2 separate regions of the Canis lupus genome follow, and region 1 is linked to region 2. A link is a contact called in public Hi-C data. All regions are on one chromosome and are shown on one strand. The core of a region is the stretch at or near the end of the contact, and the rest is flanking DNA. Distances in the headings are between cores, read along the strand shown.

The links. A called contact is a pair of places that touch in the nucleus more often than the background predicts.
Region 1: a Hi-C map of blood shows a contact between it and region 2, with 3 times the contacts expected there. The contact joins the promoter of TTF2 here to the promoter of CD58 in region 2. A contact is called at or near these places in 2 of 9 Hi-C or Micro-C datasets (amygdala and blood).

What each region holds. Positions count from the first base shown.
Region 1 is chr17:54,970,876-54,976,835 of UU_Cfam_GSD_1.0, reverse strand. It overlaps TTF2 (transcription termination factor 2), which reads right to left and starts at 1,806. Exons shown (of 23, transcript XM_038561881.1): 1 at 1,730-1,806; 2 at 1,548-1,650. The coding sequence starts at 1,757.
Region 2 is chr17:54,535,554-54,541,712 of UU_Cfam_GSD_1.0, reverse strand. CD58 (lymphocyte function-associated antigen 3) reads left to right here and starts at 3,107. Exons shown (of 6, transcript XM_038561872.1): 1 at 3,107-3,265. The coding sequence starts at 3,196. It overlaps LOC119869734 (a long non-coding RNA gene), which reads right to left and starts at 2,178. Exons shown (of 3, transcript XR_005372635.1): 1 at 1,798-2,178; 2 at 1,510-1,707.

The sequences.
Region 1 (5,960 bases), core at 557-3,056, 440 kb before region 2:
AAATATTATGTTGTACTACTTTGGCAGCAGGGCCTTTGTATACATGGTACTATATATAAAAGTTTGTCTTTTTTTTTTTTTTTAAAGATTTTATTTTTAAACTCTACACCCGAAGTGGGGCTCGAACTCACAACCCTGAGATCGAGAGCTGCATGTTCCACCAACTGAGCCAGCAAGGTGCCCCAAAGGTATGTTTCTTTTAACGTAAAACTGAGTCTTAAGCTACCATTAATGCTTAATTCCTACAAATATGAACATGCTTCCATGTTTCACGAAACTTGAGCTAGGTACAGAACCTAAGAAACTCAGTTTAGAAATTAGAAATAAACAGTAAACCCTGAGAACTTATCCAGCTTGTCCCTTCTATCTAAGATTTGACATTGCTTTTCTCAAAATTGTTTCGGATTTAACCAAGCTGGAGCCCGGTAATTTCTCTCGAATAAAACAACTTATTAGAAGGCTAAGAATGCGTTTTCTCTAAAAATTTATTTGCCAAAACTGAAAAAGCATACAAATTCCTTCACTTAGTTTCAAAGCAAATCATGTAACGGAAACACAATATACATGTCAAAAAATACTTTATTTTCTAGTTTTCTAGTATTGGTATCTACTTTGTGCCTTACATCCGATGGAGAAAGCTTATGTTTCTCTACCCAATTTAGAGAGCAGGAAAAATGTTTCATGTGACAGTTTAAAAATTCACCTTATTAACACTTTTATGAGAATAGTATTAACTATTCTAATAGTTAATATATATAATTAACTATTCTAATAGTATTAACTTTTCTCACTTTAAGAAGATGCTTAACATTTCTGGGTCTCCGCTTCCAGTTTTGTAAAACCAGAATGCTGAATCAGATACCTGATTGTCCTTGAGCAGTTAGCTTGTTTCTTTGGATTATCAATCTCACCCCTTAAATGAGAGAACCTTTTTTTTTTTTTTTTCCCTTGTTTTCCTGAGAGCGCGCGCACCTGAGGGCACACATGTGGGGAGCAGCGGGAGAGGAGAGAGAGAATCCCAAGCAGGCTGCATGCCCAGCACAAGCAGCATGCAGGGCAGGGCTCAATCTCACAACCCTGAGATCAAGAGCCGCATGCTTAACTGGCTGAGCCCCCAGGTGACCCCAGAGAATCCCATTCCAGAAGGCAGCTGGTAATCTGACCTGGCCTGAAAGTAGCGCAAAACAGAGACCAATCCCTGTGTACTAGGCCTGCAAGCTGCCACTCGGCAGGGAGACGCAACACCCCAGCAGAGGCCTGACAAGTGCAAGGAAACCCAGAGCTGGAAAGGACCGCGAGGTTCCCGAGGCAGGCGACGCTCCCTCCGTTTCACAGGCGGGGGAATGGAGGCCAGAGACGGGGACAAGCTGCCCAGGGCCACACAGCAAGCAGGCAGGTGCGCCTCCCGAACGGACCACGCCGCCCTGGGATCCAACTACTTGGAGGCCCTGGCTGCACAGCCCAGGTCCCCACCTCCCCCAGGGCCTGCGGCGCCGGGCGGAGGGGCCGGGCGGGCGGGCGGGCGGGAGGCCCAGCCCGAGACTTACGCGGCCGCCAGCACGAAGCGGCAGGCGTCGGCCGGGCACACGTAGAAGCTCTTGCCTTTATTCGGGCCATCGCGGACGCCGGTCTTGAGAAGGCAGGCGACCCCTAAGGAGAGCAAGGCGACCACGGTTACGCCGCGCTAGGCGGGCACACCCCGGGGAGCCTCCGAGGACCCCGACCTCACCGTGCTCGGGGCACTCCACCGCTTCCATGCGCGCTTCGGCCTCCCCCGCCGCGGAGCCCCGCCCCAACGCCTGCTTCCGCCTTTGACTCCGCCCTCCCCGCGCAGGAGCCAATCAGCATCCGCCTTCTGCAGGCTCGACCCCCCCCCCCCCATAAGCCACCGCGCGGGCCTCGCTCCGCCGCCTCCGCGGGAAGCGCCGGGTTTAAACGCGGGGGCGTGGCTGAGGCCGGCGGGACCTCTCGGAGGGCGGCGGGGCTGCTCGGGAGGGGGGCCGGGGGAGGCCGGGTCTGTAGTGGAGCCCGAGGGGCGCCCCTAGAGGGAGCGCGCGTCCGGGAAGGCGCCCGGAGCTTGGCGGTGGTGTCGGAGCCGGAGCCGGAGCCGGGGCGTGAGCTGGGTCCCTGGGGAGGGGAGGGGAGGGGAGGGGCTGTGCCGGTGCAGGGCGGGGGCTCCCGGGCGCGCCCCTGGGAGCTGCGCGGTGAGCCCAGAAGCCTGGGGGCGAGCAGGCAAGAAGAGTAATGCAGGGGACCCCCCGCCCGCAGCTTTCGGCTCCGCAGAGTCCTCGCACATCCTCGTCTCTGGACTCCGCCTGCCGAGATGGGCAGCGTTACGGGGGGGGGGGGGGGGGGGCCGAGGTCCGGAGAAATAGGAGTGACTCAGCCAAGGTCACGGAATTAGTGGGCGCCCCGTGGACCGACGGGTGCCCGGGGGGCCGCGCACCTGCTGCTTTGCGAGCGCCGACTGTTCCCCAGGCCCCCTTCGTGCAGCAGCCCTGGCTCACGAAGGCTGAAATTAAAAAGAAAGGGGGTCGTATTTGAAATGGCGATCAGAGCTATTCGCAAAAAGAGAGGAGCAGGAATCAGAGATGTATTGCAATAGAGATGGATTCATATCACAGCTCTTGAGGACCATATGCCCGGACATATGGTGTGGCACGTGCAGCGGTTCTTATGGGACAGTAGGACAGGAAATCTGTGATGCCTAGGAAAGCCGGGTTATATGATAAATGTGAAGGGGAGGATGGGAGGCAGGGGCTTCACAGCAGGGGAGACAAACGTGAGGTATCATTATTAATTAAAGAAGTTATTAAACTTACTAAATAGCTTTTTGTTTGCCCAGTGTGAACGAGGCGCCAGAGAAATATAAAATCCATTGATTCACAGCACAAAGTTTGAAACAATTATTCTAACCACAAGGAACTTAGTATGCGAAGGAGGCTGGATTAGCACACGTTGAACACTTAAATAACAAACAGTATTTAAATGTCAAGATAAGTGGAGTTAGTCAACTCTGTAAGGGAGGCTAGATATAAAGATGTTTTTGGACCCAAAGTTTTGGACCCTAGTTTATGATGGGGGAACAGGGCTAGCTAGCTGAGGACAGAGCACAGCGGAAATCCCACAAACGCCCCCCCACCCAGGATCGGATACCTGTGACATTCTTCTGGAAGTTTCCAATTAATGTTGGTGCCTTGCGAGAGGGAAAAGCAATCTTTAACTTGACAATGGCAAGGCCTCCAGTATCTTGTAGGTCCTCCATAGTGTATGAAAATCCTTTTGGAATCTCCCTTTTGCTTACATCCCCCAACTCCTAGGTATATAATCAGCCACCCACCTCTCACAGGCCGGGGGCAGCAGCTCTTCCTGCCTACCCCCACCCCCCACCCACACACACACACCCACACCTCCCGCCCTGGGTCCTGTCCCCATGTTTTAATAAAACTACCACTTTGCACCAAAGACGTCTGAAGAATTCTTCCTTGGTTCTTGGCTCCAGACCTCACCTATACATAACCACCTGTCTGAAACACCTATAAACTTAGAGATAAGGCAAGAACAAAAAAAAAAAACAAATAAATAGAGGCATTTTTATTATACCCAGATTATAATTCTTGCATTGAGAGATTTTTGTGTACATATCTAAGAGATGCTATATTGGGGAAAGTAGACTGAAGTACTGGATCTGCAGGATGAGGACCATGGTAATTTATTTCTTGAATAAATAAGCCTTTTGAAACAGATAAGGCAGCATCATGGCCTCTTAAATATCCTATTAAAGAAGAAGCTCTTCCTCTGCAGGATCTAAGGCAGTGTCTCAGGTCCAACCCCACTTAAGTGTGCAGCCAAATTACAGAAAGGGAGGATATTCTTCCATAAATTTGGGATATGCCAGATCAAAATGTTCAAGCTCCAGGCGGTTTATCCCACCTACCCATATTTATAAGAGTGAGAAAACAAATAAGGGTGTCCTTGGGTGAAAGGTGGCCATAATATTGGCATAGACTGTAATGAATTACATAATATACACTTTCTGAAATATACAAATACGTTAGCGTATGTGTATTAACTTTTATTCTTAATTTATATGCTTAATTTATATTCTAATTAGTTTGCAGACCCCTGGAGAGAATGTGTTTCATTGACCTCTATTTTGAGTAAATTTGAGAGTTTTAGTTTGTTTCCTCTTAATGCTTGATTTATTCAAAAGGAATGCCTAGACCAGTTTCTAGAGCTAGACGGTTTAAATCCGCAGGTCAATGATCTAGTAAATTCTTTCCCTGTGGGGATGGTCAAATGCAAAGTACATGATGCAATTGTTCTAAAACTGAATTGTGTTAATGGCTGCATAACTGTGTACATTTACTGAGACTCAAGACAATTATATGTGTTAGGGAATTCTATGGTATCTAAATTATCCCTCAATAAAGCTGTTAAAAACAAACAAAAAGCTTAATGTATAAGTAATGCCAAAACATCTGTCTGGAAAATAAAAGCTAAGATCATTTCGATATTTTGATATCCTAAGGAAACATAAAGGGAGAAGAAGTAAAATAGTAGAAACTTGTTACTTTCAGATAGCGCGGCTTCTTATGCAGACTGGTTCTCTGATCTATGGAATAAAATTTCAAGTGATGCAAACACTCATCTGAATTCCTGGGAAAATTCCGTTTCCTCTGTCAGCATTGTGCTGCCTGGCTGATGTTAAACACATCAGGGACCTGTGAGATGCTGGCAATGGGAGGCTCAGCCAGAACAGTCACCCCTTGACGTCCTTGTCACTCTCTGTAACGTTTAAAAATAATCAGTGAGGGGCGCCGGGGGGGGGGGGGGGGGGCTCAGTGGCTTCGACTCAGGTTATAGATCTCAGGGTCCTGGGATGGAGTCCTGAATCCCATGTCCTCGGGCTCCCTGCTCAGCGGAGAATCTGCTTCTCCCTTTCCCTCTGCTTCCTCCCCTGCTCACACTCTGTCTCTCTCTCAAATAAATAGATACAATCTTAAATAATCAATGATTCCAAATTATTTGTTTTTTTTTTTATTCCAAGTTATTTGTAAAATTCTAGTTTCTGTGCAGTCTTTGGCTTTACTCATTATTTTAACAATTAAATTGTTCAGATGTGTTTTTCCAATTCTAAGAAACATATTTTATTTTCTAAACTTATATCTTTCTGGGTTTTTACTTATTGTTTTGGAGGTGGAGTGGGGAGAAGTAACTACTTTGAAATGTCAAAGGATTTTGACAAAGGATTTTGCCCAGGAGGCACATGATTACTGGAGGAAACTATCACAGCCTATGCTTTCTGAAGTGTATTCTGAGATAAGTGCTTTTACATGCATTTTCACACTTGGTTCTCGAACCCACCTTGGCAGTGGGTATTCCTTTATCCTCATTTTGAAGAGTAGGATACCAAAGTTGAGAGTAGTTAGGAACTTACCCCAATGCCATGCTCCTGCCATCTCACAGAGCCTCTACTTGAACTTTGGGACCAGATAGGGCCCACAGATTAATCTTGTTCGGGCTCAAAGTCACAAAGCTGACACCAGGCAGATTGGGGGCTGGAAGCTATTTTCTGAGATTCCCAATCCAGTTCTTGCCACTACAGTATTTTTATGAAGCAAAAATTATTCAGTGATTCATTCAGATATTTAACCTACACATAGCCAAGCATTCAGGTATTTGTGGTATGCAGACAAGGCTCAACAAATCCAAGATTAAAAAAAGCAAACCAAGTTGTGCCATTTTATAAATGATCACAAGGTGGCAGCACATGAACATGAAAAAACCAAACACGAGCCCGCAGTTTCATTCTTTTTGTTTCAGGATCCGTAATGGTAACAATTTCTTTTCATATTGTGCCTTTCAAAGATATGACCATTTTAAACTCATCCTTTGACAAAGACACAGTCAGGATGATATTATGTTAAGCCCAGAGACTTTACAAGTAGGTCCCAAAT
Region 2 (6,159 bases), core at 1,858-4,357:
CTTTGGTGTAAATCTGCCCTAGTGTTTATATAAGCGAAGTGAAGGTACATTTTCACAAGAGGCAGGGGGCGGTTTCCATGTATGCAGGTTTAGGATCCGTGTTTTGCTCAGTTCATTCTGGGATTTTTAAGTTTCCTGGGGTGTAGTTCCAAGGTTGGCAAGAACTAGAGCCAGAATACCAGAAAGGAGCCCTATGCCACATGAGCAGGCTGGATGAGCCCTCCTTTCTAAAGCTCTGGTTCATGATTATCTACAGTGACAAGCAGATAAGACTGGAGCTCTCAATACAGGCCAGAGGATGAAAAACACATCCACTCTCCTTTTGGGGGCAAGTCCTCAATATATGAATAGAGCCTCTTTGGCCCATTGCCCAACTCGGGTCCACCTTTTCAAGCCGCTTTTGATTCATGAAGTCTGCTAGGCATATAAGCTCTCTTAAAAATGCTGTAGAAGGGACAGCTGGCTGGCTCAGTCGGTAGCATGTGTCACTCTTAATCCTGGGGTTCTGGGTTTCAGCCCCATGTTGAGTGTGGAGATTACTTTAAAAAATATTTTTAAAAAAATGCTTGATGCACAGCATTTCTCTTAATGAAAAAGCTGGCACTGTTCTGCTAGTCTTGGTCAGCAGAGCATCCAACCAAAGAAGACCTAATGAATCATTCTTTACTCGAAGGCCGGAGACCATGACCTGAGGCATACTTCTCAGCCCCACGTGACTGGGCAAAATTTTCCCCAGCCCTGCTCTGGAGATGGTTGACCGCTCCTGCTGGCTGGTCCAAACGACAGCATGGTTGCCTATCTGAAAGTTGCATCCTGTTCTGTATGACGGGGTAAGAGTCGTGCTTTGGATGTAGCTTTAGTTGGACTCCCAGTTTTGCTCCTTACTATGTGTCCTTGGGCAAGTCACGCATCTTCTCTGAGTGTCTGTTTTCTCATTTGTGAATTTAGAGACAGCAAGAAGATTAAATTAATTGGGGGTAATGCACTTAATGCAAGGCCTGGCTTAGTAAGTGCTCAGCATACGTTTGCTGTTACATCACTTCTCAGTTTAAAAATATTCAGGGGCACTCTAGTGTCTAAAAGTTTGACCCTATCCTAACTTTCTCAGTTGGCCTGAGTTCCTACTAGCCCATGGCAGAGCAGAAACTTGATTTTCTCCCATTTTGTGCTATACACCGCACCTGCCTCACGTTCCAGTATCTACAGATGGTAGGGATGTTTTAAGGTAGGATACTTCATGGTACATGACGTTTGTCCCCCACATTTCACTGATAGAGATACCTTTAGGATTTATGGTTATTTATTTATTTATTTATTTATTTATTTATTTATTTATTTATTTATTTATTTATTTTTGGTAGGCTCCACACCCAGCATGGAGCCCAACACAGGGCTTGAACTCAACAGTGCTGCATCAAGACCTGAGCTGAGATCAAGAGTTGTGTGCTCTAGGCGCCCCTAGATAACTTAAGATTTTTTTGGCTGACTTAAGAACTAATGAATCCTTACAGTATAGTTCAGATGTCTTGAGTAGTTTGGGGATCCTGGCTTGAGGATGATGGAGATGACAGCAACAATATGGCAATTTCCCCTGTTTCACAACTGACAGGTTGGTGTTTATTAGGACAGCAGGATATCCTGTTCACTGGAAGAGCTTCAGAGTTCCCTTCCCTCCCACAGCTGGGCAGGAGCAAGTCGTGCTTCTCTCTGAAAGGGGACAGACGGGAAGGCATGTGGGGAGCTGGTTCTGGGAGTTCTTTGACAAATTTGACAGACAAGCCAATCAAGAATTCTTACCACCACTAGGCTAGGGGGCGCCTGGGTGGTTCGGTGGGTTAAACGTCTGAGGTGGGCCCAGGTCAAGATCCCCGAGTCCTGGGCTGGAGCCCCACATTCTGGCTCCCTGCTCGGCGGGGAGTCTACTTCTCTCTCTGCCCCTTCCGCGGCTCATGCTCTTTCTCTAATAAGTAAATAAAACCTTTTTTTTTTTTTTTTTTTTAAGAAGATTAAGCACTAGGATGGTGTGTCCAGGTGCCTGTTGCAGCTGAGGTGGGGGGTTCTGGGGGGAGGCCCAACGGTGCGGAGCGACTGGACCGACTTCTCAGCGTAAAGGAAAGCCCACAGCTGAGTTGGAGGAAGAGGAAAACAAAGAGGAAATTGAGAAGGGAGAAACCCAAGGCTAGGACCCCCAGCTCTGGGGAAGGTAGTGTTGGGGGGGTCGGGGGGGGGGCAGGCTTAAGGAAAATGTGGCCTGGACCGGAGTGACACGGGCGGGGCCGGCTGCACCAGGTAATCAGGCACGTTGTAGCAGTTGCCCCCAATGCCCTGTGCTTTCGTTCTACTCCCCCAGGACGGTGACTGGCAGGAGAAGGCGACTCCGGGGGGCGGGGCGGGGCGGGGCGGGGCGGGGGGCCGGCGGCTGCGGCCGTTGCTCCAAGCGCTGCAGGAAGCCTTGGCAGCCCCTCGGTGCCTGCGCAGTTCCCCTGGCACCTGGGGGCCAGCTTCGCGGGGGCGGTGAGCGCGGCATCCCGGGCTACCGAGGCCTCCGTCACGTCCCAACGTCCAGGGAAAGTGCCGGAGGAGCGCGAGGCACCGAGATAAGCCACGGGGCGCGGTTAAGCGTCTGCCTTCAGCAGGTCGTGATCCTGGGGTTCTGGGGTCGAGCCCCGCGTCGGGCTCCCTGCTTGGCGTGGAGCCTGCTCGCCCTCTCCTACTCCCCCTGCCTGTGCTCTCTCTCTGTGTCAAATAAACAAAATTTAAAAATCCAAAAATGGATAAATAAAAACGTAAGCCACTTTGGAGGAGGAGCTCCGCAGAGCAGACTGGTGGCAGCGGAACGACTCTGGGGTCCGGGTGGGCGCGCGACCGCACCGCGGGGAGAGGAGGCAGGCGCGGGGGCGCAGCGGGGGCGCAGCGGGGCGGGGCCCGAGGCCGGGGGCGGGGGCGGGGCAGGGGGCCGGGCCCGGGGCGGGGGGCCGGGACGGGAGCCGAGGCCGGGGTGGGGCGGGGGGCAAGACCCGGGGCGGGGGCGGGGGCGGGGGCCGAGGCTCGGGCCCGGCGCGGGGCCGGGCGGGGCGGGGGCGGGGCGGGGGCGGGGCGGGGCGGAGTCCGGGGCGGGGCCCGGGTTTGAGGCCCCGGCCACCCGGGAACCCATCGTCCGGGCTGAGTCCTGCCGGGAGGCCTGCCGGCCGCGCCATGGCCGCAGGGAGAGCGCGGGGCGCGGCGGCGGGGGTGCTCTGCGCGATGTGCCTGCTGCTCCAGTTCGGTGAGTGGAGGCCTTCCCGGGCTCGCCGGGGCCGGGGCCGGGACCGCGCTGGGGGTGTCGGTGGCCTCGGGGCTCCGCGGCCGGCGGACGCCCCGAGTCGAGGCGGCTCAGGGGGACTGGAGACCAGGAACGCAGCCCGCGGGGCGAGGCGGGACCTCGTCCGGCCGACTCGTCGCTTCAGTCTCCCGTGGGCCGCCAGGAAGCCACTCTGACCTTAGGCACGCGAATCTTCGTTGGGAGGAGGGGCGGGACTGCGCTCCGGGGCCGGGCCCGACACCCCCGTCGTGCCCGCTCGGGGTTCCTCCGGAAGGGTGTGCCCTGGCTGACGTTCCAGGGACTCTAGGTCGCTCGTGGTTCCCCCCGCCCCGCCAGCCCCAGGGGACCGTCGCCGAGCCCTCGGACGGCCCTTTCACTGCTTCCGCGGGGCTGAGCTCTCCCAGGACCGGCCCCGGCCCCGGCCCCGGGTCGCACCTGCGCAAGGACGCGGCTTATCCGCGGCGCGCCCCGAGCGGAGGAGGGCGCAGGAGCGCGGCTGCAGCCTGGTGCCGGGGCCCCGCCGCGCCCCCGTCACCCCCCGTCCCCCCCCGTGACCCCCGCCGCCCTGCTCCGCCCGCCCCCCTTCCCCCCCCGTGCCCCCCGCGCCCCAGCCGCGCCCGCCCCTGCGCCGCTCCTGCGGGCCGAGAACCCGGCCTGGGTCAGCGAGCCGCCGAGGGAAATGTCTGAATCTTTCCGGGGTCCTGAGCGGGGCGGCTGGTGCTCCTTTGCCCTCCCTTGAAAACGTCAAAGAACTCCACGTGTCTAGAACGGAGTTCATCCTTTTCCCACTCCTTGTGCCCGTCTCCCTTTTTGCCTCCCCCCCCCCCCCCCCGCAAAGCCCTGCACACGGAGTCACAGCCAAACTCTTGGAGGGAGCACAGTACTAAACCCTTCACTACTTCTTCTTTCCTTGAGGGTTTCCTGTTGGGGCCCGCCTTGCACATGCTACAGATCAACCTTGCATCCTCATTTCTGCCTCAGCTTCCGTGGAGTGCTGTGGACCCGCGTCTGCGGAGGACAGCCTAGCGGGTTGGGGTGCAGAGATAGCACAAGTGCCTACAGTACAAGGCACAGAAGTAAATGGAAGTCACGCTGAGCATAAAATGCGATGGTCGTGCACAGGGAGGGGACCAAGGTCTTTTGTGAAGTCAAGTATTTCTTGTAAAGCAGAGATTCCACGGAAGGAAGGATATTTGAACCTGTCCTCTGAGGATGGGTGGCGGTGTGGGCGTGCCATGATGTGGGGAAAAGGGAAGCAGCATGTACAAGGTGAACCTGGGCAGTGAAGAGTCCCAGTCCCAGGGTCTCCAATGTCACTGGAGCATAAATGTGCCCATAGGAGCTGGAGGCCCCACGGCAGAGCCCTGATCCAAGCCCCATTGGGAGTGTCGATTATCTTCTGCAGGCAGAGAATTCTTTCTGGGCCTCACAGAATCAGAACCGTGCATTGAGGAGGAATAATCTGGCAGCAGTACAGAGGAAAGGGTGCAGCTGAGAGTAATTGGAGGCCCGGATGCCATCACAGGACCCAGAGAGCTCTGAGGCTTTCCTATGCCGGTGGAAAGTTCTGTGAGCCTGGCTTGTCTCGGAAGAGAGAGAGTACCACTCACTGGTGAAGAAGGGTAATAATAGTGTGTACTTCCTAGAGTGTGAACATCAGTCACAAACACGTTCTTACTGATTGTCAACTATGTGTTGGGCACTAGACGTGAGACCTGGGCTGCAACAAGGAACAGACTTCCCTGCTTTTGTGAAGTTTACTTAGTAGTGGGGGAGAGAATCAGTAACTGAATAAATGAGTAAATATGTACATGTTGGGTGGTGGTAAACATTTACTAATACAGAGATTAGTAATTTGGAGGAAAGGGGTGTGGGCACAATTCGTATTTCCTTTTAATTCTTTAAAACTTTGGAATGTTGGAAATGTTTAGAACAGTTGCAAAAAACAATGTGACAAACACTAACTTTTCTCCTGAAATCCCCAGTTACTAACATTTTTGACACATTTGGTTTACTTCTCTCTGTTTATACACACTTAATTTTTTTGTCTAAACATTTGAGAGTTGCAGATCTTATGACACCTCACCCTTAAGTATTTCAGCATATGTCTTCTAAGAACAATATGTCTCCAGTAAGCCATGGAACCATGATCACAATCAGGAAACGCACCATTGATACAATACTGTTTTGTGATAGAGTCTATAGGCTGATCCAGGATCACACACTATATTTGGTAGTACTGCCTCTTTAATTCCCTTTAGTCTAAAACTTGCCAACTCTCTCTCTCTCTTTTTTTTTTGGTACTTATGGTATCACTATTTTTCAAAGGTCTAAATCAGTTTTATAGAATGTCCCTCAATTTGGATGATCTGTTTCCTTCTGATTACATTCTGGTTAAAACTTTCAGGACTGTTCCATAAGTGTGTCTTGTCCTTCTGTGTGCATCCCATTGGAGAGTAGATGCAGTCCATTTGTCCCATTATTGGAGACCTTAACTTTGGTTCTTTGGTGAAGGTGACCCACCAGATTTCTTTATCACAGAGGCACCTGTTCCCCTTTATAAATTATATGTGGCTTATCAAGTGACACTTTGAGATTGTGTGACTCTCCTGTGCCGTGACAATCTCTCACCTGGTGTTTTAGCATCCACTGGTGCTACCCAAGTCCATTAAAATATTTGTAGATGGTGGGCACCTGGGTGGCTCAGCAGTTGAGCATCTGTCTTCGGCTCAGGTCATGCTCCCAGGGTCCTGGGATTTAGTCCCACAATGGGCTCACTGCAGGGAGCCTGCTTCTCCCTCTGCCTATGTCTCTGCCTCTCTCTGTGTCTTTCATGAATAAATAAGTGAAATTTAAGT